2 separate regions of the Salvelinus alpinus genome follow, and region 2 is linked to region 1. A link is a contact called in public Hi-C data. All regions are on one chromosome and are shown on one strand. The core of a region is the stretch at or near the end of the contact, and the rest is flanking DNA. Distances in the headings are between cores, read along the strand shown. Region 1 holds the start of chd1 (chromodomain helicase DNA binding protein 1). Region 2 holds the start of ppip5k2 (diphosphoinositol pentakisphosphate kinase 2).

Region 1 (2,952 bases), core at 272-2,771:
TAGCTAGCTACATTGAACTATAGAGCAAATTAGCTAACACATAAATCCTGCTGGTTTGTTTTCATCCCTGTCATATTAGCTAGCTTCCTACGTCTGAATGCAAACGGTAGCGGTAAGTTACCAAGCCAGCGCTTTTCCGACCGCACAGGCCTGTTGTGAGGCCTGCACAGCATGTGAGTTTCGCGCACTGTCCTGGACAATGCGCCGCACTCCAGATCTCTTTCGCAGGAGGCCCGAAGCAAGATAGTACCACGCCTACAGTATTCTTCTCTCGCATACATCGACAAACAGAGTTGCGCAGCAAGCCAGTAAACTAGCAATGGCAAACCAAGCTCTGGCTGTGTGCAGAAGACAGATTTATTTCTGAGATGTTTAGCATTAAGCGCATCATTTCAGCTGCTAGCTTTTGGCGGAATCATACTGATGCTAACTGCCCAGCTATAAACTAATATATAGCAATCCGTCTATGAGCGTACAACATTTAAATCCATATTTTTCCTCTCTAGCCATGAAAAGTTGTTTGCTAACCTAGCTAGTTGCTAGCTGATGTTCTAGCTAAACAGTAAACTGAACTCAAGACCACTAACTAGCTAGCACACTGGCCTTGAAAGAGGAAAAAGCAACTAACCTTAAGCCACGTGAAACAATATTTCGCTAACAATAGCAAGTTATGGACGTTTAACAAAATATTTTCCACTTGTGGCAAATATTTACCCAGTTATCCTTTATTTTTTCATATGTGGACAACTGAATGACCTAGTTAGCTTACTAGCTAGCTTAACAGTCACATTTTAGCAAACAAACTAGCTAGGTACTGTAGCTTAGCTGACAAGCTAGCTAATCTAACAAACCAGGTCATGGGGAAAGTGTTAGGTAGGTTTTTACATAAAACTTGTAGCCAATTGTGATTGTACCATTGTTTCTAACAGTGCTCTAATCAATATATGCAAATTCCCATGACCTCAAACACATTCACATACTCATCACGTTTTATAATCACCCTTTTCCCGCACTCCCAAGCTAGCTCCCTCGTTGCTAATAGCTAACAAGAGTGTTTATCAGTCGCTTACTTCCCAAAATCTAGCTAGGTGACAGGCTCCTTGCTTTCTATGGAGGTATTTAACTAAACTAAGCAATAATACCCATATAAATCCCTAAAAAATGTACTAAATCGGGGTTTGTTTAGTAATTTAGGCTACCTTGAAGCTACGGCGAACTGCCAGTCTGATTCTGCCGTCCGACTTCAGTGGTCCTTTTTTCTTATTTTCTTTGGCTAGCGAACTAGCAGCTAAAGATAGCTTGCTAGCTAGCTCCCGGGCCGGGGAGAGCAGCCCCAACTGATCTTACTAGAATTCGAGCCAAGTTTCTTGATTTCTTCCTCCAGAAGTGTAAAATATGTTTCACTTTTAATTTTCCGTTTTGAATTCGAAACAATATATGATTAATTTACAGCGATTGTAGATAACATTTCAGCTGCGGGTCCTACTACAGCCGGTCTCCGCCATGACGCCGTCGAGTTCACTCTGTAACATTAGCGATGTTGAGTGTGGAAACCCCGGGTAGTGACGTAACGACGATGTTTTGCAGTCTCCTACAACTGCAAACTACAACAAACGAAAGGTGACAGTAGTCGGCCTATTATGTGAAATATAGTTGTAATTATAAAACAGAGGTAGGTAGTAGTCCACATGAGAATTAAATAGCATTGGGTTGAGTGCTGGTTAGATTGACACCCTTCACTGCAATGCTTGCTTCAACCAAGCATTAACCTGCTTCAAATAATTTAATCACAATTTATCTATTTGGACAAATACTTAAAATTACCCTCTACATCTCTTATAATGGTCCTCATCACCACATTCTTATGTAGATGATGAAACTGTTTCTAGAACTCCCTCTGCCAGAGGAGAAATATATTCTTGGGTAAATCAAGCCTCCTGAATCTCAATATAAAGGACAAATGCAAACTAACAATTTAACAGTATAAAGTAAAATTTTCAACATATTGAATGGTTATGGAATTGAAATGAGTGCAGATTTCAACAGGTTATGGTCAGGGATATCTAGCAGAATAACATGAGATCGGTGGTCAAAATTCAACTGTGGTGGTTATTAGGGGGGGGGGGGGGGGGGTTGCCAGGGACCTCACGTTACTATATTATCACGATACTTCGTTGCAGATACGATATGTTTTGTGATTCTCACGATTCTATATGTATTGCGATTCAATACGGTGATTCTATGGTCCAAACATATTGCTCACCATGTCTGCTGCAGAGGGACAAGAGAGTGCCATGATAAAACAAGTTTTGATCAGCCATGGAAATAAAAGTGCTGAAAACAAATTGACTCCTTATTTAAAAAGAAGATGGAGAACAAGCTATGAAGGAAAAATACTGGAGTTTTGGTCTTAGGTACCAACTAGTGCAAAATTAGTCTTGGGATATTGTCAAAGCGATACGATATATCGTCAAAAATAATATCACGATATGTAACTGTATTGAAACCCCCCCTGCTCCCATCACTAGTGGTAATACAACTGGTGTGCTTTTATACGGACCTAAAGGACCAAAAGGCTCGGCCCAATGGCTGTCAAACCTAATTTAGGTCTGGCGGTAACTAAAACGATAGAGGAAAATGAACGAACAAAGATGATCTGTGGGGCATATTATTTTGGGGCCTCCATCCACTATTGTTATTCAGACAACAGGTCACGTGACATGACCTAGATTTCTTAGTGCTCCCTCAGCTCCCCTTTAGTTGGATGTCTGTAGCGGCTTTTGTGTATTGCCCTCTGGGGGAATCTTTAGAAAGTCCATTTAGTTTTGAATTACTTTCATGTTCTAGTCATCAATATGGAGTAACAGGTAGGTCTGGTACTTTTGGGGGAATTGGTAATACATTCACTGAACTTTGGCATTGACTAGTTTCCATATTTGAAGTGTACACAGA
Region 2 (2,952 bases), core at 247-2,746, 240 kb after region 1:
CTCTTGTCAAAGTAGTGCACAATGGCTGCATTTACACAGGCAGAAGAATTCAGATATTTTTTTCTTCACTAATTGGTCTTTTGACCAATCAGAACATCTCTAAAAAAAGATCTGATGTTAAACAAGATCTGATGTGATTGGTCAAAAGACCAATTTGTGCAACAATAAAACATCTGAATTGGGCTGCAGTTGTAAACGCAGACAAAGTTGGAAATCAACATAGCCACAGTGATTGAAACTCTTTACCCGCTAATTCAATGGGTACTGGTAATTCCCTGAACATTGATAAATGTCACTGTTGCTAGAGAAACATTACCAGAAACCGTAGGACATGATCAGAGACCAGATAGGACATTTTAAAGGACTCTAGGGCTGCAAAAAAAGAGGAAGGGAAGCGCTGCTAAAGTACACAACAGTAGGTTTTGCATTCTGGGAAATGTAGTATTTTCCCCATATTGAACAACATTTTTATTTTCATATTAACTAAATATAATAACTTAGAATATTCACATACAAGTTTTGTTTTCCTTGATCATTTATTTTAAGAGTTTGTCCTCTAAATCAATTTCAACAATATTTTATATGCATGTATATAACGACATGTTTGATGTTTTATGTACAGGATGTATATTTGTATAGACCACACCTAATGTGGAACAGAAAAAGGCATCGAATTTAATTAAAATTCGAATTGCAATTCTGTATCCTTTTCACTACTTCAATTCAAATTAAATTCTAATGCAAGACCTGAATTGGAATTTATGAGGCATTCTCAATTCCATTCTGAATCGAGCCCAACCTTGGGTTAGAAGAAGAAGAAACCTTTATTGTCCATGATCTGTCAGAAAGTGTAAATATTATTTTCCTTTTTGACTCAACCCCCCAAAACACACACACACACACACACACCACTGAGGGGTTTGGAAGCTCATTGTCAGCAGCAGTGTGGCTCCCCGGCATAGAGTGCGTTTAGACAGGCAACCCACACCAGATCTGATTGGACAAAATACCAATTAGTGAAAAAAAATATCAGAACTAGGCTGCCTGCCTAACGCAGCCATGTAGAACAGTTAGGGGTGCCTTGCTCAAGGGCACAACGGCAAGGGCACAATAGCCCGGCTATTGTGAAACATTTGAGCGTTAGACAGTATATGGCATCTTCAATTCCTAGACAGTGGAATCAATACTTTCACCAAAGAAGTTCCTGTATACTCTGCTTCTTGTTTTCCAAGTTTGCTTCTACCCATACTTGTGTTTTTGAGGCTTTGGAGGAATTATGTCTCTTTTCCCGCCCCTTAGTGACGACATACAAATTACGTTTTTTGGTTATTGGGGTGTATTCATTACGACAATTGTGTTGCAAAACGTTTCTTAAACGGAAATACACTGAACGAAATGGGGGCGGGACCTACCTGAATTAGTCCAATAGAAACTCTCGTTTGCTCTGTTTGCTTACTTTTGGTTCTTAAACGGTAAACGGTTTCCGTATGAATTAGCCACCATGGAGTGGAGTTTAGTCCGCTAGTAATGAATACGCCCCTGGTATTTTGAGATTTTTAATGATAGCTGTGATAGCGCAAGATGCAAATCCCCATGCATAATTGGTAGAGTAAAACTGCAAAACACACTTGGAATAAGGTAGCTAAATCAGCATCCCTGCTAGTAACAGTGTCGGACAATGTTGGCTACAAACTAACAACAACCTTTTTCATTGCACACACATTCAGCAAGGTGTACTACTGTGTAGTTGGCAGGCTAGCTAGCTAAGCTGTCCGTGTTGTCAGAAGCCAAGCAGGACTAACTTACTTTGAAGGCATACAGACTCGACTAAGGGCGTTTCATATTAGATAAGGTAAGAGACATTTTTTACATTAAGTAAAAAAAAAAACATTTTACATTGAGTTCACTAAGCCTTACATAAGAAGGGGAGGCACGCGTGCCTGGCCAATGTTAACAAGTCGAAGCTAGACATTTGTCAGGAAGTAACGTTACAAGCTAACTGTGCTAGGTAGCTAACGCCGTTAGCCATGGACTAGGCTAACGTTAGCGAGGTGATGTTGCACCTGTCTGGATGGAGGAAGACCGATGAGTCATTCAATCATTTTATCTGATGAAAAGCTTTTTGAATTCCCCATTCAACTGAAAAATGCTAGCTAGCTAACCATAAGAAGATTTAGATAAGTATGTCATCCAACCCCAATGTTGATGTGATTTAGAACTATAAACGTCCTTTTCCGTTGCCCGAGTGAATGTTGATTGTAACGTCGTTAATATTATTTCACTGTCTGTGTCAGCTTGTCATCATTGCATGTTGTAGAAACTAGTTTACTAATGGGAAGTATCTATCCCAATGTTACTCTTATTATTCACAGACTAATAATCCTGAACAGAATACGTTTCCAGGACACAGTCAGAGAACTGGTTCACTATCAGAAGTCTATTCAATACATCTTCCTTGAACCCCATTGCAGTCTAGCCTAGTATATATGTGTGTGTGTGTGTGTGGTCCACACAGAAAGGAAAACAACATCAATCTGTAGCTACAATCCAACCTGGAGACCTTGCCCTTGCATTTCAAGGTTGCACTTGTTTTGGATTGGGCATCATCTGACTATCCTGGGCTGATTGTAGCATCCTGGTCGTGCTGTGACTGACAGTTTGTTCCCATGACAGATGTCCAGTCTGAGGGTGATGGAAGGTTGCATGGTGGTGTGTGTGTGCCCAGGCAGATAAACAGTGTGTCACAAATAGCCCTATACACTACTTCTGACCAAAGTCTGATGGCACTGTATAGGGAATAAGGTGCCATTTGGGACACAGCCAGTGTCATCCAGACCTGTTTGTCTGTTTATTGAACAGACTAGCAGGTGTGGGTGGAGCAACGACGAGATGAAGTAGTCACTGACATTTGAGTGGGATACTGTTATTTTATTGTTCCTCTTTTTAAATCTT

Evidence for each region. Hi-C and Micro-C count contacts between places; a contact is called where the count stands out from the background.
Region 2: a Hi-C map of muscle shows a contact between it and region 1, with 3 times the contacts expected there. The contact joins the promoter of ppip5k2 here to the promoter of chd1 in region 1. A contact is called at or near these places in 2 of 3 Hi-C or Micro-C datasets (muscle and red muscle).

What each region holds. Positions count from the first base shown.
Region 1 is chr18:42,508,481-42,511,432 of SLU_Salpinus.1, forward strand. chd1 (chromodomain helicase DNA binding protein 1) reads right to left here and starts at 1,522. Exons shown (of 37, transcript XM_071351928.1): 1 at 1,200-1,522.
Region 2 is chr18:42,747,229-42,750,180 of SLU_Salpinus.1, forward strand. It overlaps ppip5k2 (diphosphoinositol pentakisphosphate kinase 2), which reads left to right and starts at 1,497. Exons shown (of 31, transcript XM_071351384.1): 1 at 1,497-1,852.